Regions from separate parts of the Sus scrofa genome. Here regions 1, 2, 3, 4, 5 and 7 are each linked to region 6. Evidence: chromatin contacts called from public HiChIP or PLAC-seq data. All regions are on one chromosome and are shown on one strand. The core of a region is the stretch at or near the end of the contact, and the rest is flanking DNA. Distances in the headings are between cores, read along the strand shown.

The links. HiChIP or PLAC-seq counts read pairs in DNA pulled down with a chosen protein or histone mark.
Region 1: a contact with region 6 is called in an H3K27ac HiChIP or PLAC-seq map of skeletal muscle, with 4 times the contacts expected there. The contact joins two enhancer-like sites. A contact is called at or near these places in 2 of 2 datasets of contacts at active chromatin or transcription factors (alveolar macrophages and skeletal muscle).
Region 2: a contact with region 6 is called in an H3K27ac HiChIP or PLAC-seq map of alveolar macrophages. The contact joins two enhancer-like sites. A contact is called at or near these places in 2 of 2 datasets of contacts at active chromatin or transcription factors (alveolar macrophages and skeletal muscle).
Region 3: a contact with region 6 is called in an H3K27ac HiChIP or PLAC-seq map of skeletal muscle, with 6 times the contacts expected there. The contact joins two enhancer-like sites. A contact is called at or near these places in 2 of 47 Hi-C or Micro-C datasets (both in skeletal muscle) and 2 of 2 datasets of contacts at active chromatin or transcription factors (alveolar macrophages and skeletal muscle).
Region 4: a contact with region 6 is called in an H3K27ac HiChIP or PLAC-seq map of skeletal muscle. The contact joins two enhancer-like sites. A contact is called at or near these places in 1 of 47 Hi-C or Micro-C datasets (skeletal muscle) and 2 of 2 datasets of contacts at active chromatin or transcription factors (alveolar macrophages and skeletal muscle).
Region 5: a contact with region 6 is called in an H3K27ac HiChIP or PLAC-seq map of alveolar macrophages. The contact joins two enhancer-like sites.
Region 7: an H3K27ac HiChIP or PLAC-seq map of skeletal muscle shows a contact between it and region 6, with 11 times the contacts expected there. The contact joins the promoter of NR3C1 here to the enhancer-like site in region 6. A contact is called at or near these places in 1 of 5 promoter capture datasets (liver), 14 of 47 Hi-C or Micro-C datasets (alveolar macrophages, embryonic fibroblasts, epiblast stem cells and 8 more) and 2 of 2 datasets of contacts at active chromatin or transcription factors (alveolar macrophages and skeletal muscle).

What each region holds. Positions count from the first base shown.
Region 1 is chr2:145,069,953-145,073,241 of Sscrofa11.1, forward strand. No RefSeq gene overlaps it. Among named protein-coding and RNA genes, the nearest start is that of NR3C1, 140 kb to the left of the region's middle. Within about 2 kb of position 1,464, at least 25 of the 83 cell types and tissues checked have an H3K27ac peak or open chromatin away from gene starts, as enhancers often do. A contact at or near this core is called in skeletal muscle, where this site is marked.
Region 2 is chr2:144,884,074-144,887,276 of Sscrofa11.1, forward strand. All of the region lies in intron 3 of NR3C1 (nuclear receptor subfamily 3 group C member 1), which reads right to left. Among named protein-coding and RNA genes, the nearest start is that of NR3C1, 44 kb to the right of the region's middle. Within about 2 kb of position 1,793, at least 2 of the 83 cell types and tissues checked have an H3K27ac peak or open chromatin away from gene starts, as enhancers often do. A contact at or near this core is called in alveolar macrophages, where this site is marked.
Region 3 is chr2:145,032,279-145,035,595 of Sscrofa11.1, forward strand. No RefSeq gene overlaps it. Among named protein-coding and RNA genes, the nearest start is that of NR3C1, 100 kb to the left of the region's middle. Within about 2 kb of position 1,268, at least 5 of the 83 cell types and tissues checked have an H3K27ac peak or open chromatin away from gene starts, as enhancers often do. A contact at or near this core is called in alveolar macrophages and skeletal muscle, where this site is marked.
Region 4 is chr2:144,867,402-144,870,613 of Sscrofa11.1, forward strand. All of the region lies in intron 3 of NR3C1 (nuclear receptor subfamily 3 group C member 1), which reads right to left. Among named protein-coding and RNA genes, the nearest start is that of NR3C1, 61 kb to the right of the region's middle. Within about 2 kb of position 1,735, at least 25 of the 83 cell types and tissues checked have an H3K27ac peak or open chromatin away from gene starts, as enhancers often do. A contact at or near this core is called in alveolar macrophages and skeletal muscle, where this site is marked.
Region 5 is chr2:144,977,350-144,980,880 of Sscrofa11.1, forward strand. No RefSeq gene overlaps it. Among named protein-coding and RNA genes, the nearest start is that of NR3C1, 49 kb to the left of the region's middle. Within about 2 kb of position 1,827, at least 26 of the 83 cell types and tissues checked have an H3K27ac peak or open chromatin away from gene starts, as enhancers often do. A contact at or near this core is called in alveolar macrophages, where this site is marked.
Region 6 is chr2:144,569,022-144,572,232 of Sscrofa11.1, forward strand. All of the region lies in intron 12 of ARHGAP26 (rho GTPase-activating protein 26), which reads left to right. Among named protein-coding and RNA genes, the nearest start is that of ARHGAP26, 270 kb to the left of the region's middle. Within about 2 kb of position 1,455, at least 14 of the 83 cell types and tissues checked have an H3K27ac peak or open chromatin away from gene starts, as enhancers often do. A contact at or near this core is called in alveolar macrophages, fetal skeletal muscle and skeletal muscle, where this site is marked.
Region 7 is chr2:144,928,254-144,931,739 of Sscrofa11.1, forward strand. NR3C1 (nuclear receptor subfamily 3 group C member 1) reads right to left here and starts at 1,444. Exons shown (of 10, transcript NM_001008481.1): 1 at 1,075-1,444.

The sequences.
Region 1 (3,289 bases), core at 214-2,713, 500 kb after region 6:
TATTTTATAAAAGTTATTATGAATATATGTGTGCATACGTATGCATAGGTGTGGTGTATATGTCCAAGTAGGACATATCACCTCTGAGATGAGGGCAAAGGGACCAGGGGTGAGGGTCCTGGTCAAAGGGACCTTAGTTTTACCTGCAATGCTCTAATTTTTCCAAAGGAGAATTGACTTATGTGTACGGGGGAACTAAAGGTATGTTTAAATATTTAAAGAATTCTTAGCATTCTGCCTGCAAACAAGGCCTGGATAGGGTAAAGAAAATATTCCCCAAACTGGGTTCTCTGGAACACTAGTGCTCTATCGGGGTAATTGAGTATTTGTTGAGTTCCAATGTTATTAATCCAACATAGGTCAGGGACCGAAACAGAATTAAGTTCAACAGTAGTGAACTCAGAGGGAGCAGAAAACCCTCAAACTTTTCTCCCATCTTTCATCCCTGCCAGGATGGTTCCAATGGCTCCAGCAACTTCCCTTTCTTTCAATTGCATGAGAATCTATGTCAGGACTTTAACTTCAGGCCTCTGTAAATAAGGGCGAAGGAGGTAAAGAATGCAAAGCTGCCATCTACACGTAAATTCCGGATTCCGAAATCTCGTACAGGTTCAAAGGAGCCTTGCAGTGGCCTGCGTGCAACATTAAAAGAAGAGGTGAGACCCAGCAGGACAGCGGTTGGTGAACACCGCCTCCTCCCCCCCGACTACATCATGACGCAGGAAGTCACAGCATCAGCTATGACTGGGTTGGAACTATTGGAAGATACTGTGGGCAGTTGTTTTCAATTTGGATCATTGTGAAAAACTTTCTGGGTCAGGATGTCCCAGGACTCTCAAGAAGTGGGTGGGGGCGCCATGAAGTCCATGGCATTCCTTACGGTTCCCCTGGTCCCTGTGTGCCGTCTTCTTCATTTGCATTACCCCAGAGTCCGGGGGCCATGGTCACTTGGGAGAATGTGGCTTTAGAGCCACATAAACTCCCATCCTCAAAAAGAGCTGGGTACTGCAACAGGTTGGGTAACACCAGGCCAAACCAAGTTGAGACAAACCTGTCTATACCGCAGGTCTCCTCAGAGCCTTGGGCATGCGATTCCCACCAGGACTCTCCCAGAGGAGGACAGCCAAGGCAGCTGCTTTTCCACCTGCTTCTGGCCTTCTCTCTCCCCACTCCCTGCCTCGCCTGCAAATGGAGAAAACCTTCGGAACACAGGTTGGTAAAAGGCAGAGACAGGAAGAAAGACCTCACCTCACTGAAGCTGAAGTTCCCAAACAGCCACCTGAAAGTGATGCCTTCTGGCCTGAGCAGCCCACTCTGGCACTGATTCTAGAAAAGAAAGCCTTGAGATTGTGTGCAGCTCTGCGAACAAGAACTTATAATTCTATGTGTGAAAGCCTGCTGTCAAGTCCAGCAAAAACGCCATGCCCTTGGTATGTGCAGCTGCCGCCAACTTGGCTGGCACCCAGCGGGCACACGTCACCATTCTACCAGCCTCTGATAGCGAGGAGAGGAGGCTGGGAACCACAGGAGCAGCTCAGCTCCATCCAGGGGAGCAAATCATGGGCGGCTCTAAAGTTCAGGTTCGGGAGTTTGTGGGCCTTGAGCAGATTTCCGTTTGGTTCTCTCTCCGTGTTTTTGGAGGACACCATGTCATCATAGTCATGACTGATGTCCTTATGAGCTGTGTGGGAGCCCGTGATGACAACGATAAAAAGACTGAGGCAATTACCCAGTTCAGCTAGGCTGAGCGCCTCTATTAATCTCAGCTCCACAAAACTGGCTTTCTCCTTGCAGTGGAGCTCATCTGTTAACAAACGGCTGTATAATAGTAATAAAAAAAAAACCCCACTGATGCAAAGCAGAGGATGATTCTGTCCTGAAGCCTATACGTGCTCTCTGACAATGAACAGCCCAGATAAACTGTGACAGGTCACGATTACCTCAAAGTGTCTAAATATGTCTGAGCCTTGTGGAATAAAATGCGTAAATCTGAGTGGCCATCAGGGCAGTGGAAGCTGGTGGAACGTTTCCAATGTCTGTTTTCTTTTATGAGGACTCCACGTCACATGAGGTGCAGAGATGTGGTTCTAAGCACAGGTTCTAGAATCAGGGACCCAAGGCCACATGCCAGGCCTGCCATGTCCTGGCTGTGCACGCTTGGATTCTTGGGCAGGACTTTTGTGTGCATGTGTGTATGTCTGACCACACAACCCCCTACCCCGGCTCACTGTCAGAATGAAAAGGGTCAGTGTGAGAATCCAAGTGCTTGGCACAGAGAGCTTGGTGAGTGAAAAATATCACTGCTGCCAGCATCGGCACCACCACCACCACCAGCACCACCACTTTCCTCATCATGTCATCATACTGCTTGGATAGGAGTGCCCACAATAACTTGATTTCCAGTTTGACAGAAACTTACTCAGCCCTCTCAAGTCCTAGTCACCTATGGAAAAGTGGCTTTTTCCTCATTATGTTTCGAAAATAGTCTTTGTTTTACAGGTTACACTTTGGTGGTTACGTTGGGTGTGTGGTGGGCAGGACATGGGTGTTTATTCACAGGAACTTGGGCTTGAATTCCAGCTCTACTCCTGACCAGGTAAGTGACCCGGGGCAATGTGCTTCACCGCCCTGAGCCTCAGTGGACTTAGCAAAATCGGGATAACTATTTCTGGGTTCCTGGGAGGATTAAGTGTCAGAAAGCTTTTGAACAGCACCAGGCATGTTCCATGATGGTTAGGATCCAGGGCCAATGGGACCTGGATGAGCTCGTGGGAGTTTTAAGCTGCCTTACCATACAAATACTGGTGGCTGGATCCAGTATTTCAGCAAACTTCAACAGCACAGCCAAAGCACAGCTCAGCTGATCTGAGCCATGGGAGCCCCTTAACCCAGCAGAAAAACCCATCATGACACCACAATTCCAAGAGACTCTTCTGAGAATACCGAAGACCTCTGGCTGTACAAGCTATCATGATTCGTGGCTCATGCCTAAAAGAGGCTAAATCTGGGGCTGGGGTCCTTGCCAGAGCTGTTCTCCAGGTCATGGATTAAAACAGCTGGGCTCTGTCCACAAACCATTTGCCTGGGTGTGTTCTGTTTCCCGCATCACAGTCAAAATGGCCTCCTGGCACATTTCCGCGGGTCTTGCTCATTCCCACGGCAGGCATCATGCCGTCAGTATAACTTTAGGACGGCGGTATCTCAGGGCCTCTGCCCTCAGCACCTCAGCTGCCAGCCAGTGCTCCTTGGAGCTCAGGGAGGCTGCTGCTCTGGCTTGGCCAGTCTGACA
Region 2 (3,203 bases), core at 543-3,042, 320 kb after region 6:
ATAAACAAGGACCCACTGTAGAGCACAGAAAACTATACTCCGTATTTGGTAATAACCTGTCTAGGAAAAGAATCTGAGAACGTGTGTGTGTGTGTGTGTGTGTGTGTGTACATATGTACGTGTGTATAACTGAATCACTTGGCTGTACACCTGAAACTAAGACACCACTGTAAATCCACTACGCCAAGAATAGATAAATAAATAAACAAGTAATACATTGTTACAAAAACCACAGGAAGAGGCCTTTACAAACAGGGTTCTGGTGTCTGGCATGGGGCTGGCACACAGTAGCTCACTGGATTTAGCAACAACGGGGTAACTGATCACCGTGGAAATATGTCCGGAGCGTCAGAAACCCCTGGTTCTCCAGGGTCAGCCGCCTCGTGGCGTCTCCCAAACGACCCCCACCTCTGTCCGTGCACAGTCCCTTCTCCACCGCCTCCCTCCCGCTCCTGCTCCTACTGCTGCTGGCCTGAGGTTTGTCAGCGGCTCATGTAACTACCATTCCATGCGGTCTCTCTTCTCCAGCTCCCTCTTCCTCCAGTGAAACAAAATGGCACTAATCTTATACGAGACTGCTGCAGCACAGCCAAGACATGGAAACAACCTAAATGTCCGTCGACAGAGGAGCGGATCGAGACGATGTGGTCCATACACACAATGGAGTATTACTCGGCCATTAAAATGAACGAAATACCAGCATTTTCAGCAACACGATGGACCTAGAAATTATCATGCTAAGTGGATTCAGCCATACAACGAGACACCAACATCCAATGCTTTCACTGACACGTGGATTCTGAAAAAAGGACAGACGGAACTTTTTTGCAGGACAGATGCTGACTCACAGACATTGAAAAACTTATGGTCTCCAGAGGATACAGTTTGAGGGGTGGGGGGTGCGCTTGGGCTGTGGGATGGAAATCCCATGAAACTGGATTGTGATGACCATTATACAACTACAGATGTGATAATAAACAAACAAACAAACAAGTAAATAAATAAAAAGACTGCTGGAGTAAATTTTTCTCCGACATGCTTAGAACAAGTCAATCCTGGCTCAAAAAAACACAATGGTGCTCTACCGCCTTTGGAATCAAATCTCAACGCCTGAGAGTAACATTAAAAGATTCCCATTATTTTGTACCAATCTGTGTCTAGTCATTTGCCCGCACTCCACATGCCTGACTTTCTACAGAGGGCTCATCTTGGCGTTCCCAGGCGGTGCAGCGAGTAAGGGATCCAGCATTGTCACTGCTGTGGCTCAGGCCACTGCTGTGGTGCAGGTTCAATCCCTGGCCCTGCTATGGGCATGGCCAAAAAGAAAAAAAGGGGGGAGGCTGATCTAAAAACTTTTTGGAACCTTCAAAAAGTCAAGATTCTAATTATCAGCGTATGTATGAGACTAATTTCTTTTGTTTTTTTAAAAAAATGGATGGATGGGTCCAGGGCTCTATTTACCCCCTCACAACGGACAAACAACATCAGACAGAGCAGAGCCGCATTTAACACAGACACTCCCCGCTGTGTTAGGCCATGAAACATACAGCTTAAAGAAAGGAAACACAGTGTTTTCAACATTTAATAATTAATTTTATAAATACTTAATGGTTTTCGGAAAACATTTCCACACTATTCATCAGTTACCCACTGCACTACATTCTCAGCTAATGAAAACGACAAGATAAAGAAAACAACGGCTTCCTTTTCAAAGGCTGACCCCCCCCACACACACACGAGGCTTGGAAAAGCCATCCAGGGGTTTCTAACTGGAAGACAGCAGTTTGTACACGCTGCACCAGACCAGCAAGTGTCACGGCTTTCCAGTTATACCACATGCTTATTAGGAAATAACTATATGGGTCAAAAGCCATTTAAATTTTTCAAACCAGTTTTAATCCAAACATCAGACAGGGCTGTGACACATCTCAGAGACCTATTAAAGATGACCTAACAGATCAAGTGGGTTTTGTTATATAATTGTAGGTACAGTTTAAGCCCTCGCCACGTTCCCAGTCCCTTTTGTTTTTCTTTGTAGCTTTCTAAGATTTTGCACAGTTGCACATGTGGGTAAACATACACTTGCTGCATGGCAGTGATGAGAAAATACGCTTGGCAAAATGATACCCTTTTATAGTTTATGCTGCTTGCCTTGGTACTACATTATGTGCAGAATGAAATAAATAATATATACAAATGTAATCACATAGACATGTTCACAGATATAAAGATACAGAAATGAACTGATCCTAGGATCAATCGGAAGATCACTATGCACTTTATCCCAAACAAATAATCTTTAGGAAAATTTTCTTCTTACTGCGATTGGTACAGCAGAAAATTACCACTGTATTTAATGTTTCAATTAATAGCATGAAGTGATTATCCTGGATATACCTTCCTGGTTTATAGAGGAATGCCATGAAGTCACTTCCCCTTCTGTAACTATAATTTAGCATGTTCGCAATTACGGAAAAAACATTTTCATTGTATTGCTGAAATCTCAACATCTTCTATAACATGTATCTTTTTTACACGCTGGCTTTATTTTTCAGCCACAAATATTATTAATATCTAAATATGATACTATTCCTGTAACGGCCACAGCTATTATATTACCAGCAGTTTGCAGAAAAAATACCTAAAGCATTTGGAAAGCTTTCTCAGTATACAGACAACCAATCCTGAGCCCCCAAATTCTTTTTTTTTTTTTTTTGTCTTTTGTCTTTTTGTCTTTTGTTGTTGTTGTTGTTGTTGTTGTTGCTATTTCTTGGGCCGCTCCCGCGGCATATGGAGGTTCCCAGGCTAGGGGTTGAATCGGAGCTGTAGCCACCGGCCTACGCCAGAGCCACAGCAACGCAGGATCCGAGCCGCGTCTGCAACCTACACCACAGCTCACGGCAACGCCGGATCGTTAACCCACTGAGCAAGGGCAGGGACCGAACCCGCAACCTCATGGTTCCTAGTCGGATTCGTTAACCACTGCACCACGACGGGAACTCCCCAAATTCTAATTTAGTAAACCTGGCACACAGCCTGAGAATTTCCCAAGTGATTCAAGATTTGGTGAATCAAAGTCTTCATAGCAGCTAGAGGTGGCAGAACATGTAATTTATATGTTACATACTTGGAGCACATAATCAAAACAATTTGCATCTCTGCTATTGCTAATTGTTTAGTTTAATTCAAATTAAACTGTCTTG
Region 3 (3,317 bases), core at 18-2,517, 460 kb after region 6:
CTGTCTCTCCACATTCAGCCCAACCTTTTCCTTCCTTCTTCCCTTCAAGCAGTTGTGTCCTACCACATCTCTTATTAGGAGGTAAGAAATTAAATTCTTTTCTAAATAATATGTACTCATTTTGCCTATGCATCTTCCTCTAGCCATATCTACGAAAGGAAAGCAATGGGGAGGAAAACACTCTGAGTTCCAAGAGAGGGAAAGATTTAACAAACAAATTGACTGCAAGTTATTAGGGATTGATTATATTTTCCTCCTGTGGCTATTAGTGGGTTTAAGGTAATTTTCACAAAAGGCAGAATTCAAGCATTAGGAGGAGAGATAGCTGTCTCTCTGGCAAAGAAGGGACAGCACCTGGGGCTGGGCTTCTCTGCATGTGCACAGGATTAGCCTTTGTGTAGAAACCAAAAGTTTATGCAATAACTTGGGTGGATCTTGTAATTTCATTCCTGAAGTGTGCAACAAACTTTTTCTCCTGAGAAAGCCTACATTTGAATGACATATTTGAGATCACAAGAGCCCTCAAATTTCAATTTTAATTAGCTGAAACAATCTGACATTTTTTGGTGTAGAAGCTGTGAGGCTTAATGATTATTTTCATCTCCAGAATAGTCTTTAGGAAAAACAAAATAGTTAAGGTAATTTCCATAAAGACTCACGTTCATGGCAGCAAACCGCATTGATAATTAAACCCATTTGGAGAGATGGGTATGGAATTCAACTAACATCTTGTTTCTCTGCAGGAAGCATTTCGATATCTCCCATATCGCTGACTGTCACTTGGGACTAAGAAAATTTTAGAATGTAAGAGGAAGATGGAAGAAGCTTCTTGGAAGCAAATAAAATAGCCTATTAGGTCACGGTGATCATGCAAGGAGTCCCTGTGGGTTTTGCATTGAGCTTGGCTTTATAGAAAATACAGATTGAGGCAATTAGTCCTTTCCAATTTTAAGCAAGCAGTAGCAATGGGAAGTATGCCAGGAGGGATGATTAAGGATTAAACAGCATGGGAACTTCATCAGAAGCTCCTCAGTTTTGTTGCCAGCACCTGATCTTTCTACATCAGCACCTCCTTGATTATGGAAGGTGGGGGTGCTTCTCCTGGACCCCACCCCTTAGCCCACTTACCGCTCAAGGGAAAGTTATGGAAGAGAAGGATCCTGTCTCCACCAGCTTCTAAGAGGGAACACAGCCAAGAGAGGCAGGAAGAAGCATGCTCACTTCCAACCTTTTTGGCAAGCTCAGGGGGAGCAAAAGCCATTGCCAATTCTATTTTTTAATACAGATTCAAGCAGGGTTGTGTCTACACATGCAAAGGGAAGTGCACAGTGCTCTGTGTTAAACAGCATAACACCTTTTTTTTAATTAAAAAAAAAAAGAAGCCTAAGCCTTTGCCCGACCATCCAGGTATTCGTTTTCCATATGGTTGGTCCACACGGCAGCGTGAGTCTGGAGAACCGCAGTGTCTCCTGCGGTCATAGGCAGGGGACCCAGTTGCATACCGCTCACCCCACCTATCACAGGTGGGCCAGGCACCAGCACCCGTAAAGGAACTCTCTTTCCTTCTGGAAATAAAGTTGAGCTCCTAGGTCTGGCGAACCTTGACATGCGAGGCACTTTGGTGCTCAGAGTTGGAGAGCCATCAAGGGAGAGGAAGATAACAAAGGGGAATCAGTGGGGGATAAATTAGGAGTTTGGGATTGACATATACACACTATTACATGTGAAATAGATAACCGACAAGGACCTACCTATAGCACAGGGCGCTATACTCAATATTTTTCAATAACCTATAGGGGAAAATACTCCGAAAAAGAATACATAATACAAACATGCATATATAACTGAATCACTGTGCTGTACACCTGAAACTAACACGGTATTGTAAATCAACTCTACTTCAATAAAACAAAAAAAGAAGAGGGAGGAGAGAGAGAGGAAAAGAATACTCGAGTCCCAATTCTCTCTCTAGCCTGGGAAGAGTTCCCACAGCCTGTTCCCCAATGATATTTAAAAAGTCAATTTGACATTTTCCATGAAAATTCAGACTCAACAGATCATACAGAGAGAAACACTGATTTATTTAGTTTGTACTACATTTTAACAGCCTTTTTATATTCTAGTTTTTTTTTTTTCTTCCCTTGGCTGCACTCATGGCCTATGGAAGTTCCCTGGCTGGGGATTGATCCTGCAAAGGCAAAGCCAGATGCTTAACCTGCTACACCACAGAGAGAACTCCTATTCACTGAAAATGTACCCTGGTCTGATGCCATCTCAAATAATGTCGCAATAGGCATCCTTATCCGTGGGCCTTTATATACTTGCTCAAGCTTCAGTCAAATTCTTAGAAGTGAAACTGATGGTCAAAGGGCGTTTGTCTCTTCTGAGTGTTCTGCCATGCTCAGCTGTGCCTGCTGAGTACACCGTGTGTGTTAAACAGGAGGCAGCACAGCACTGCCATCACTACAGCTTTGCCATCAGCCAGTGCCAGCTCTGCACCTCAGAGCCTGCGTGACCTTGTGTAAGTTATTGACCTTTCAAAACCAGAGTTTGCCATCTATTGACTAGAACAACACTAATCGCATATGAGGTCGCCATGGGCCAGGTACTGTTTTAAGTGCTCCGTTCATTTACTTCTCAAATAACCTTATGAGGTAGGTGCTATTCATATCTCCTTTTAGAGATGAGGAACTAGGCACAGGGAGGGCACTCAGTTTACCAGGATCACACAGCTAAGGAAGTAGTGGGGTCACTTTTCCCCCCAGGAAGCCTGGCTCCAGAGCCTATTTTTTAAATGTCCTTCTAGGGAAGGTGATGACAAAATATGATAATGAAAACAGAGGATGATATGATAATGATAATGATATATGATATTGAAAACAGAGGACAATATGCAAGTAGGTGGGGAGGTGAGAGAGAGAAGGAGAAAGAGAGAGAGAATTTAGCGTGGTATGTGGCCCTCGGTGACTTCATGCAGCCTGGCAAGAGCAGAGGTATAATGCAAAGCCTTTCTTCAAGGCACATCCCTTAAGAATGAACAAGCTGGCCTGATGGATTTCCTTAAGATTTCATTTTTATGAAGAGGAAGCCTGGGAACAGAGAAGCATGTGACTCTGGAGATCTGTTAAATCTTTTAGCCCAGAAACCAACAGAATCACAGGAATTCATACATTTCTTAGACTGGGAATTAATGGCACTGATGAAGGAAGTTGTAATGACCATGAAAGATGAACCTTCCAGCTGAGGAAGCCAAAACGGGGGGTGGGGTGGGGTGGGGTGGAGCTAGCTATGGAACACGACCTTGGCTGGGAACAGCG
Region 4 (3,212 bases), core at 485-2,984, 300 kb after region 6:
GTTTTGTAGATGGAAAACTTAGGTGTCTTGACTAAGAAAAACTCATGGGTATCAATGAACCTGTCAGCTAATGTTGACAAGACTGATCAAGCCAAAAAAAATTGTGGTTATTTAATTTAAAGGCACTAAGGTGGCATAATTATACACTCAACTGGACTATACAGTAACAGCTACCATCTAGCACTTCTTACGTGCTAGACACCTGATCTACTCTGTAATTCCTCATCAGTATCTGAAAGATTATTACCAGTCTCATTTTATAGATGCATAAATTAAAACTCAGAACTCAGAAATTAAAACTTACCTCGTTAGAGAACTAGTCCCATGACACTTGATTCTTCTGAGAGGAAAAGTCTCAATCTGAATCGAGATTCAAGTTTAAAAGTTTATTCAAATGTATTTTAAATTTATTTTAGAAGTCTACAGCTTTTTGAATTTTTAGCACATAACCAATAATAAATTCCTGGGTACCGAAATGTATGGTGGTTTAAATTAGTGCAATATTGTAGTGATAAAAGGATGTTTACAGACATGAGGTTAGAGCTCGTATTTCATGGAAACTAAGGCTAAGGTCAGGCGATGCCCAAAGCAACATACAGTTATCAGAGAGCTAGAATTAGTACTTTTCACCAATAGTCTCTGATTATCTATTTAGCAGATAGAGATTAAAAAAGTCTGACTATATTTAAAAAACGCATGTGAGGTGTTCTAGAAGTCAACATTTTCCTTACTTTAGTAAGATCTTTTGGTGAATTATATAACTAAATATCAGTCAAAACATCCTGAAAATATCAAGTACTGCGGCACTATATATAATGTATATGGACTGTGACTTCAGTGCTTGTCTGTGTACACATTTTCTTAATAAAATTACATAAATTACAGTAAGCAACATAAGCCATCATGTCGTTTCACATTTGCTAAATTTAGCAATGAAAAACAAGCAAGCTTTGGTTTATTTTATTTTTTGTCTTTTTAGGGCCACAACCATGGCATATGTAAGTTCCCAGGCTAGAGGTCAAATTGGAGCTGTAGCCACTGGCCTACACCACAGCCACAGCAATGCCAGATCTAAGCTGCGTCTGCGACCTACACCCCAGCTCACGGCAATGCCGGATCTTCAACCCATTGAGCGAGGCCACGGATGGAACCCAAGTCCTCACGGATGCTAGCTGGGTTCATTATTGCTGGGCCTCAAGGGGAACTCCTGGTTTATTTTTTCATGGTCCATATAAGTATAGATTACTGCAGTTCAATTTAGCATATTTATTAGAAAATTAACTTCTCTCTCTTCTAAACTGGTGTCTGCTAGCATTTCAGAGGCCATGTTGAGACAGGAAAGAAACTATGAAAGCAAAAGTTGTAACATGATTTGTGCCTTAAAAGTGTTGAGGATATTCCTTGGAGTGTAAAAATTTCAAGGGCACCATCGCCAGCACTTTTTTGAGAACAGACAAATGGTAACTACGGTAGTAGGAAACTTGCAGCCTGCAAGCTTTGAATTTGATATGTAATTATGATCAAATAATAGTAATTTTTTCTGAAATAATCTGCAGAAGATTTAAAAACAAAACCAACACTATTCTCACAAACTAATTTTAAACATTCTATCAAAGTTTATATCTTCACAGAATTATTACAAAACTTGTAACTAAACCAAATCCTTTCCTTAAGAGAGCAACACTGAAGAGTCAGCCATTCGAGTGTTTTAAAAATGAGTTCTTATGTAAGCAGTTAGTTCTGTGTGCAGGAAACAGAAACCTGCTGAATACCAGTGCAGATCTGACATTCTCGTCCAGCGACAGCTCTGAAGAGAACTGGAGCTTTTGAAGATAAAGCCCTCAATTTGAAGTGTCAAAGTATTTTTTAGACTTGTTACTGTCAACAAAAATCATCACTTCAAAAAAAACTTAGTAACTCAACAGTTCAACAAACACAGGCACCCCTCGTTTTACTGTGCTTTGCACTGTTGCGTTGTGCAGACACGGTGCTTTTTACACGTGGAAGCCTTGTGGCAACCCTGCGTCAGCAAATCTCTCGGTGCCGTTTCTTCTGACAGCATCTGCTCGCTTCACGTCTGTGTCACATTTTGGTAACCCTCACACTCTTTCAAACTTGATCCTATTTGCTGTGGTGATCTGCCATCAGTGAGTCATCTTGCATGTTACCACCAAAACTCAGTGAAGGCTCAGGTGACAGTTAGCATTTGCTTTTAGCAACAAGGTATTTCGTTTATTATTTGGCCACACCCTTAGCATGTGGAAGTTGCCAGGCCAGGGATCAAACCCATGCCAGAGCCCCGACCCAAGCTGCGGCAGTGACGTCAGAGGATTCCTAACCCACTGCAGCGCAAGAGAACTCCTCGCAGTAAGGTATTTTGAAATTAAGGTAGGCATTTTTAAAGACATAATGCTACCACACATTTAACAGATTACAGTATAGTGTAAACAGAACCTTCATCTCACTGGGAAACCAAAAAATTCGTGTGACTCACTTTATTGCTGTGGTCCGGAAATGAACCTGCAATATCCGAGGTGAGCCTACACAGCTACATAAAACTGCAAGGTTTTGATGGGGGTGGGCAGCCGAAGAAAAGGAATGAATAAAACAGTAACTTTGACAAAATTTTCACCCACAGTTTAAAACAGAGCAGAAAACATCTGCCACTGGCCAAAATATGAATCACAAAATTGTTACTTTAAGGACTAGTCATTAATTTCTAGCATAAATATGTTTCATTGCCAATAAATGGTTCTCCCAGATGAATACAGAAAGCTGGCATGTTTTTACGATAGTAAAACAATTCACAGCAATGTAGATTGTTACCTATTAGGCAGACAGTCAATACCTGAGCTTAGCTGTACCAGGCTTCCTTTAAGAGTGCTAATTTTGGTTTTTTACTTATCCATCACTTTCTATAAGGACTACAGACTAGATTGTAACAACTGCGCCATAAGAATTAGGAGTACTGAGCGGAAGACAGACTCTTTCAAAATTACAATGCAAGTGGCTGGCAAAAGTCTGTCTCGCCTAAGAAGGAAGCGCGCCTCCCTTCCCCCAAAAGGGGGCAAAGGGCGATAATAGCATCTGAGCACATCCTGTTTGAGATTTTAGTTCTTCTCATAGTGCCCCAAAGAGGTCATATAAAGGAAAACTTTCCTGTTATTTCTGAAATGTGGCATAAGCCTGGAAAGACTAAGAAATAGTGGTTA
Region 5 (3,531 bases), core at 577-3,076, 410 kb after region 6:
AAAGACAAAGTATAGCATAATTGAAGAGAAGGGAAGGGTTTTACTTATTAATATTTATGTATTTGAACATGATGTTCTTTTCTTTTTCTTTTTTTTTTTTTGGTGCACCCATGGTATGTGGAAGTTCCTGGGCCAGGGATCGAACCCATGCCACAGAAGCAACCAGGCCCATAGCAGTGACAATGCCAGATCCTTAACCCTGCTGAGCCACGAGGGAACTCCTGGATGTGATGTTCTTAAAAAACGTTTCTCTCACTCCTAAATAAAAAAGACCTTATGTATAGCATCCTAAATTTTAAATAAAAATCCAGTATTTTGAAAACAAATTATGGTATAGCAACTAATAAAATACCAATTGGGGTCCTTTTTCTATCTAAATAACCTAGAACAAAGCAGCATGATGCAGCTACTTTTTCAAACAGCCAGTGAAGTCAACCCTGAACAGATGGGCATGGACAATTAAAACAATTTCCTGTGAATGAAAAGAAATACGAAATGAGGTTAACATAAACCTTTAATTCACGGGCTCCTTTCTGAGGCTTTGAGCAGCACCATTTAGGAACAGTGCTGCTCATGAGGCACAAAGTCTGTGCTTCTTTTCCCCTGCTCTTTGTTTCGGGGATGTATGTGGGGAACCAAGAAGTCACCATTAAGTGTCCTGTGACAGGAGCTGGGACACTAGAGCTGCAGTTGCTCAGGGCTTTGGATGTCACAGGGCCCCAGGCTCCACATGAGACAGCATGGTATGTCTTCAGGCACAGAAACCAGCAACCTGCTTTCTTCATCATTTTTTTTTAATTGAAATTCAGTTGATTTACAATATTATATCACTGTCAGGTGTACAGCATAGTGATTCAATACTTTTCTAGATTATACTCCCTTTAAAGTTATTATAAGATAATGGCCACATTCCCTGTGCCTTACAATATATCCTTGTTGCTTGTCTATTTTATCCATAGCAGTTTGTATCTTTTTTTCAAAAGATTTTATTTTTCTATTATAGTTGATTTACAATGTTCTGTCAATTTCTGCTGTACAGCAAAATGACCCTGTCATCAGTTTGTATCTTTTAATGCCATTTGCCTGCTTTACCCTCCCCCCTCTCCACTGGTAACCACTAGTTTGTCAACTTCGCTAATCGTCAGGGAAATGCAAATAAAACCACAATGAGATATCACCTCGCACCTGTCAGAATGGCTATCCTCAAAAAGACCACAAATAGCAAGTGTTGGCAAGGAAGTGGAGAAAAGGGAACCCTCCCACAGCTGGTGGAATGTAAGCTGGTGCAGCAACCTCATTCTGATGCCAGGCTCCACATTTCAGGCTACTCAGGGCTGTGTCCTCGTAAAGTAAAGCCTCCTTCTCATGAAACATGTCAAGAAACATTTATTGATTTTTTGATGCCAACCAGGCACTGGGTGAACCCTGAAAGCAAGTACGGTAAGAAAACAGTAGATGTGACCCCTGTGTCTCCGTGGAGGTGGAGCCCAGCCAGGGAGAGAGAGGCAACCGATAAACTCACAGATGTTTTACTGCAAATGTGGTGAACGTGGTGGGATAAATGACAGGATCTGGTGAGGGCACACACGGGGGACCCTGAGCAAGTTTCCACATCTAGGGCTAGAAGTGGAATGACAAACGAGGAGAGGATTGAGCGGGGAGGTTTCTTTAGGGACCTGGTGTTCAAACTGAAATCCGTAGGATTAAGGAGTGGTCTGGGGGAAATGCGTTCCAAGCACAGCGAGCTACTTCACAGCTTCTGCTTGCTTAGACGTGTGGCTCCAACGTGAACGTAGCTTGCGCGCAGCCCTTTCCGCCTTTTCAGCCCCTGCACTTCTGCTTACAGCCTTACTGTCTCTCACTTCCGCCCTGATTTCATAAGGGAAGCTGATTAGGTCGGTTCGTTTTTTCATCCTTGGCTTGTAGAGCTTTCGAGTTATTCCTATTTCTGCAACGAGAGTCAAATTTCTCTTGGGCAGAAGCCAGGGTCTTCAGGCGACCTTGCTGTGGTGTTCTGGGAGTCTTCCTGGCTGTTGCCCCTCAACAACCCTTCTTTCATTCGGGCAAAGAGGGAGTTTGGGCTGCATGGTAATGTGACTCCTGGGCTATTCCAATGTCACGTGTGATGTCCCCTGGGACAGTGAGAAGTGGAAAGGAAAGCCTGAGAACTCTTTGACATCTTTATAGCTCTGTCTAAATAAGTCATTTTGGGTACAAAAGAGAGGCATGTCCTCTCCCTCCAGCTCCACTGAGCTCCTCAGTAGATGGACCTCTCCACCTGTGCTTCCGAAAACAGGGTATGGTCTTGTTTGCGTTGCAAAGACAACTCAAGTAAGGAGCTTTGTAGTTAGAACCTGACAAACAGGATAATATGTGGATAATATCTTATTATTACTTCATATTATCTCGAGGAGACAATAAAAGGACTTCATTGAAAAGTGCTTATGGATGATTCCCCGCTTTTAGGGTTCATCATCTTTCACCCAGTCACTTAATTTAGGGCTGACAAGCAGATGCGGATCTCTTACCTGAGGCCGTGGATTGGCCTAAAACATGAAGGATGCCATTTGATACTTTTGTATTCACAACAGGGCACCCAGTAAGGGCTGAACAAAAGGTGATGCCTAAGAAGACTGCACCACAGATGCTCAGCTCAGTGAATGAAAGGAGAGCAGGAGGTCTTAGCCCTGCCTAACTCTAGGGAATCTCATTGCCATAGTCTGGCAGGACATTTTTTTCCCCTCTCCTTTTTAGGGCTATGCCGCGGCATATAGACATTCCCAGGCTAGGAGTTGAATCGGAGCTGCCGCTGCCGGCCTACACCACAGCCACGACAATGCCAGATCTGAGTGCTGTCTGCAACCTACACACAGCAGCTCACAGCAATGCAGGATCCTTTAACCCACTGAGCGAGGCCAGGGATCAAACCCACATCCTCATGGATGCTAGTTGGGTTCTTCCCACTGAGCCACAATGGGAACTCCTGGCTGCTCTCTCTCTCTCTCTCTTTTTTTTTTTTTTTGGTTTTTGCTTTTTCAAGCCACACCCGAGGCACATGGAGGTTCCCAGGCTAGGGGTCGAATCAGAGCTGTAGCTGCTGGCCTACACCACAGCAATGTGGGATCGGAGCTGCATCTTGGACCTATACCACAGCTCACGCAATGCCAGATCCTTAACCCACTGAGCGAGGCCAGGGATCAAACCCACATCCTCATGGATCCTAGTTGGGTTAATTCACCACTGAGCCACAAAGGGAACGCCCTGGCCACTCACTTTTTAATTCTTCGGTTGGAGCGCTTATCCGTAACCAGTGTTATTATTATTGTCCTACTTGCCAACCCTCATTCTGAGTTGCCTACTAGGGGATGTTCTTAAGGACTGAGCACGGCAGCAGAAGCTTGATTGTCCCCATCATTTGTCTCCCCGGCCGTCTCTCCATCCACCCAAACAACCAGAGAGCCTCGGTCCCTAAGGTCTTTAAAGTCTGGTAGCAACATTTGACCACAGACAACTACTTCTCAGTGGTTTCAG
Region 6 (3,211 bases), core at 205-2,704:
GGCCTTCTGGATAATAGAAGCAGGATGAGAAAGCTTTTAAACAGTTTGTCAGTCCTTGCCTCACTTCTCTGAGAGTCCCAGGAAAGAGCGCATCAAAGTGGCCTAGCTTCAGCCCACCTGGGGCAAGACAGCACACCTCGACTGAGGGTTTCGAGAGGACTCAGGAGATGGAATTACAGAAGGGACATCACGGGACCCACCAGGACAAGAGAGGACAGAGGCCCACGCCCTGCCCTGCTCTGGGACACATTTCTATAATAAAGGACCTAGGAACTGGGAGGGGCAGGGACACATCGAAGGAGACCCCCTGCCCAGACCTGAAGCTTGCCTGTAACTTTTTTTTTGCCTTTTCTAGGGCCGCTCCCGCGGCATATGGAGGTTCCCAGGCTAGAGGTCTAATAGGAGCTGTAGCTGCCGACCTACACCAGAGCCACAGCAACGCTGATCCGAGCCGCGTCTGCCACCTACACCACAGCTCACGGCAATGCTGGATCCTTAACCCACTGAGCAAGGCCAGGGATCGAACCTGAAACCTCATGGTTCCTAGTCAGATTCGTTAACCACTGTGCCACGACGGGAACTCCTTGCCTGTAACTTTTGACGTTATGAATCTGCTTCTCCCTCCTTGAGATACATACCGGTAGATTTAAAAGATGACCGTGCTTCTGCTGGTGGGCATGCCAGCTGGTTTTACCATATCGTAATATGTATTAAGTATCTGGGGACTATGTATTAAAAGCCTTTCAAAAGTAAATATCCTTTGACCCAGCAGTTTGTCCTGACGGATAGATGGGAATGCAAAGACATTTCTGTAAAGAAGTTCATTGGCGCATCGGTCACGATAGCAAAGAATCGGAGACAGTCTAAATGGTTAATAAGACACTGATGACAAATAGCAGAGAGCACTATGGACCCTCTAAAAAGAACAGGCGAGATCTTGGTATATTTGCCAAAACGGTGCCCTCCGTATATTGTTCCCTTACGTTTTTAAAACTCAGGTGGTGGAACCATGTGTGGATAAAAATAAATGACTTGCCTTGTCTAGAGACATTGAGAGGCACAGTCCTGGAGACGCTTCCTCGTCAAAGTCTTAATCAGCACAGGGGGTAGATTGCTGGGAGACACCGACCTTCACCTTGAAATATTTCTCTATGCTTTGCATTGTCAACAGCGAGTGTATTTTACAATAATAGCTGTTCATGGATAGCGCTTACCGGCTCCTCACTGTGTTTCAGGGTTTTTATGCACATTAGCTCCTCTGATGCTTTTGCACTGCTCTGCGAGGTGCTTTTGACCTACTTTGTAGATTAGGAAATTGAGATTGGTCAATGCAGGAGATGTGATTTAATCTGAGTTCTGCCTGGCTCTAATTTAACTCTGCTGTTAACCACAGGGATATTCTACCTCCCTAGGAAAAGAACAACACAGAAGGTTCCGTTTGTGGAAACAAGGCGCGTGCAGCATGTGGCTCTTGCCATTGTTATTCACAGGGGACAGAGTTGGCTGCCTTGAGTCTCTACTGATTCTTCAGCTGCTCACCTTTTCATATGGGAAGCGGGAGAGGACAGATGGGTTAAACATACCGGTCACTTTTCCAGGAGTAGTTTAGAAAAATTATTTTTCTAGGGTGCTCTTGTTCTAGAAACTGCTCTGTTCACTGATTTCCAAGCTGGCTACACCAGAGAAGTGCTCCGGTTAGGGTTAGGGTTAGGACTTCTTTTGACATCACACGAGCCTTAGCTTCGTTTCCCCTCTGCTGCCAAGCCCGTTCCCTTTCCAATTCCTGCCGAGGTGACGTGAGTTTCACCGCACCCCACGCAGTGGCGCTCCTCCGCCACAGGTGGCGCTGTTGCCCAGGCTCTGGTGGTTTTGCAGCTGTGTATGAGGCAATTGAAACACTTAAAGGTAAGAAGTCTATAGGATATGAATTTAAACGTGGGATGCTGTGCTGTTACCTTTTAAGAGCCAGATTCCAAATGTTGGGCCTTTTCCTTTCTGGAAAATGGTTTGGTGAGAACTCAAATGCCAGCATTTCACCACAGAACCAGCATATTTTGAAGTGACAGGTAGCAGGAGGGAATTCCTTCGGGGACAGTTCTGAATTTGTTGCTTTTATCTTGAAGTTTCTCTCAGGGCATACAGTGCCTGTGGGATGTCAGGCAGGGCCATAATTAATGGCTGGCAGCTGCTGGTGTTTTCCAAATGGCCCAGTTGCCAAGGAGGGGATGACAGCAGATAAATGCATGCACATTTCTTTGCAGAGACTTTTCTCCCCTTTGCTTTCTTCTCTCTTCTCTTTGGATCTCGGGTCCAGAGAGAGAGAATTAGTCTTGCTCCCTGGCTTGTGGCACGGGATCCTCACAGGCTCCTCCTTAAGTCACTCACTCACTTCTCTTTTAGTTCTTTTCCCAACTCCTATTCCTGTCCTCCCGCAGTCCACCGTTCTATTGTGTACTTTTAACGTGTACTCTTGCCAATTCATGTCTTTCATGTACTTGTGGGGTGTTTTGTTGTTGTTGTTGTTGTTTGTTTGTTTGTTTCATTTTGTTCATGGCTGCACCTGCAGCATATGGAAGTTCCTAGGCTAGGGGTCTGAATCGGAGCTGCAGCTTCCAGCCTACACCACAGCCACAGCCACACCGAATCCAAGCCACATCTGCGACCTACCCCACAGCTCACGGCAATGCCAGCTCCTTAACCCACTGAGCAAGGCCAGGGATTGACCCCACATCCTCACAGACATGGATTCTTAACCCGTGATCCACAACAGGAACTCCTACCTGTGTGGGTTTTTGTTTTTGTTTTTGTTTTGTTTTGTTAATTCTTTGATTATCGTTGATTTACATTATTCTGTCCTACCTGGGGTTTTCTGTCGTGTAAATGGTTGTAGTCCTTGTTGTGTTTCCCTGGAGGTTCTCACAGAGGGGGCATGGGCGCAGATGTCGCTGCGGTATTGTCGGGGTTTACCCTGGAGGAGAGTAGTGTCCGCTTCGTTGGAGGGAAGGTGCTCAGGTCGTGACCTAGAGCCGTCTCTCCGGGGCCTCCAGCCCCACGGGAAGAGTTCCCCCTTCCTGCTAACTCTGGCCATTATCCAACTCTCTCTCTTTTTTTTTTTTTGCCAGTCTAGTAGGTAGAAAAGGATAGCTCATCCTTGTCTTGATTTGTAGTTCTCTGATAATCAGTGAGTTTAAATATCTCTTCATAGGCCTGT
Region 7 (3,486 bases), core at 194-2,693, 360 kb after region 6:
ATCTCTAAACACCACGAATCAACTGGAGCCTAATGAATTTCCAGGCCGCTTTGACAGCTGCCTTCAAACTCGAAACCAAAACAATACTCCATAAAACGAAACGAACCCTCAAAGGACCTAATACCCCCGTTTACATTGCAAATAACCCTGTCCCAGTAATCGGCCTTAACGAACCATGGCCAGGGGTCTTAAGTGGCATTACAGGGCTGCAATTACCACGTCTGCAATCTCCCAGCGACAAACCAGCGCGTGTCACAAACCGCACCACGCAGCGAGTATGGCTGGGGAGGGTCTTTTCCTAAAGGGGGCCGCTTCCAAACGTCAGACGCGAAGGGATGCCGAGCGCCAAAGAACAAACCTTCGGAGGAGGGGGCGAAAGCAAGTGCGGGGTTCAAAGAGAAATGTGTGCAGACCTGTTGAGTTCTTCCCCCGACACGCCCACTTCCACCAGACAACGCCAGCCCGGCCCAAGTCTCCGAGGGGCAGGCTGTCAGCCCCCCGCATGTGTCCACGCGCGCACACACACAGACACACACACCCTGAGCGCCCGCCAGCAGGGAGACGCACTGGCACCTCGGCACAGACCCTGCTCGCGCTCGGGCGCTCTCGGTGGAGTGCAAAGACTCGGGCGAGTAGGATCCAGATGCGGCTCAGCGTTCACCCGCAAAGGGGATGTCCGGGAGGCCCTCCTGGGAGCGAAAAGCAAAGGGACGTGGGGGCCAACACACAGAGGCAAGGACGCCTGGCCAGGGAAGCCGAGGCTGGAAACCCGGGCGGCTCGACGAGGCTCCACTCGCTGCGAGCTCGGGTTCCTCCCCCTCGGCCCGGCCCGGGGACCGCGGCCCAGGGAGAGGAAGAGGCCAGCGCTGTCACCCGCCCGCTGCCCTTTCGTCACCACCACCGGGCCCTCGCTGGCCCCCACCCCCACTCCCCGCGGCTAATAAAAGTTTGCAGGCTCCGGCGGCGGCCCGGGAGCCGGCCCCCGAGCCCCAGCCCCGCACCTCGGGGGGCGAGCGCCCTCGCGGCCCCAGCCCCGGCCCCGGCCCGTCCTGCCTGCCGCTCCCCTCCCCTTACCTCTGCCCGCGGCGCCGCTCACCGCCGCCGTCCGCGGCTCCCACCGCAGCCGAGATAAACAACTTAGCGTGTGAAAGCAGGAGGAGCGGGAGCGATTTTTTTTTTCTTAAAAAAAAAGGAAGTAAACAGCCGCCCCCTTCTCCATGGGGGGAGGGGAGGGCCCCTAGCGAAGAAAGTCCCCCATTTCCCCGCTGACAAGCCGGCCCCCCGCCCCGCTCCGCCGGCCGGGGCTCCCGGGCGCGCGTCCTCGCTGCCGGCGCCCCGCCGCTCCAGCCGCTCCAGCCGCGGCGGCTCCTTCCACCCACGAGAACCCGTCCCCGACGGGCGGGCGGTGACTCGGGCTCCCGTCACAGACTCGAGCTCGCAAAATGGAGGAGGAGGAGGAGGAGGAGGGGAGGCAGCGCGGACACGCGAAAGGGCCGCCCGGCCGCGGCGAGCAAGCGGGACCGAGCTGGGGGCGGGCGGAGGCGGCGCCACGGCGCGTACACACTCGCACACACACGCGCTCCCACTCCACCCCCGGCCGCTCCCCGCCCGAGGGGCCGCGCGGCGGCGGCGGCGAACGATGCAACCTGTTGGCGACGCTCGGCAACTGCAGGGGCGGCCGTGGCCCCCGCCCCCACGCCCTCCGCGCCCGCCCCGCCGCCCCGGCCGCGACGGCGCCTGCACGCCGGCGGCCCCAGGCACGGCCCCCACCCAGGCAGCCCTCCGGCCGCGCGGGGCCGATCCCCGTCCCCCGACCCCCCCCCCCGCCCCAGGAAAAAAGAGGCGGCGGCGGCCGACCTGGTCTTTCTGGGACGGGCTCCGGAGGGAACCGAGTTTCTCTAGTTTCTCTTCGCCGCTCCTTCCCGCCCCCGCCCAGCTCTGCGACTCCGGACCCACTCCGGGGTTCGCCCTGTCCCTCGGCGGCCACCGCCGCCGGCGTCCCAGCGGGTGACAGCGGGCTGGCTGCGGGAGCCAGGGCGCGGCCCGCAGCACAGCCGCGGGGGTGGTCCGCGCCGTGGCCCCCGGGCCGAACTGTGCGAAGCGTGTCACTTCACACGGGGCTGCGGGGTTGCACGGAAACAGTGCCGCAGCGCGTCGGCCGCTTGCGGGACTGGAAGGCCAGACACGCCCTCTGGGGAGGCTTCGGGGAGCGGAGGGGGTCCGCGCATACGTACTCTGGGCCCGGGGAGAGTCGCGTGCCGGAGGGTCCCCCTCCCCCGCATCGTCTGGGCGGCCCACTCTGCAGCCGCCGCCGCTCGTTCGCACCCGGAGAGAAGTTGCAAAGCAGAACCCACCCTCCCCCGCGCCCCGACCGTCCCCCACCCTCTTCCCCGAGTCTGCGAGGCGGCGGCGGCGGCAGAAGAAGGCGCCGCCTGCCAAGTTCAACCCCCAGCCCGCCCTCCCTCCCTCCTAGCGCGCTCACACTTGAAGGAAGTTGCACGCCAAATGCAAAACCTCCGGCGAACTAGATTTCTTTGCACTTTTTAATTATTTTTTAAAGGAAAGCAGGAGGTGGCAGGCCCCAAATCAAGTTGCAGGCGAAACAGTAAGTTGCTTGCAAAGTACACCCTCCTCCCCCCGCCAACCCCGCAACTCCTGACCTCTCTTTCCACCCCCTCCAGGGCCCGCATCCAAGTTTCCCGTGGAGGCCCCTCGCCCCCGAATCTTGACATTTGCTGCACTCTCCTCAAAGCGTCGCCCACCCTTTCGTGTTCGTGGGACCCCTGCCCCTCCAAATAAAACAGAACACACGCAGCTTTAAAATGTCAGCATTAAACTCCTTCCAGCTGTGCCCGTTAGGCGCCTCCTCCTCGGCTCGAAGGAAACACGTGGCCCTTCCCCAAAGAGAGGGGCGTGCGGTGAGGGGTGTCCGCGCGGGAGGCCCCCTCCCCAGCCCCCTTCCCCGGCCCGCCGCGTCCAGAGGGCTTGGGAACGTTTGGGACCGAGCCTCCTACCTTGGGCCGCACATATTACGATTTTTGTGACTCGGGGAAAGGTTGTGCTGTGTGGCTTTAGGGTTTGGGGAGGGAACTTTTGCGCCCCCACAGGTGACAGCGCTTGCCAGCTGCAGACGGGGGCGGAGGCTGCCGCAGCTCCACCCTGCCCTGCCCCTGGCGCTCGGCCGCTGCTCCTCTCGCCTCCCGCCGCGCTCGGCCCGGCGGCGGCCGCTCTGCCGCGACTTCTGGAAGAGGATTGGGGGAGCGCGTGCCGGAAGCCGCCCGCCGCCATCTTGGTAAAGGCTGGTGACGCCGCCCGGCAGGGCGCCCCCCGTCTCGGCCAAGATGCTCGCTCGCGGGCAGGCGAAGTCACCCCTCCTCGGTTCTGAGGGCGTGAAGGCTGCCCCGTGTGTCATCTGAGGTGACAGGAGAGAACTGGGCTACCAGCAAGCCGCCTGTCCGGAGGCAATCTGCACGGGCCGCCCCCAGA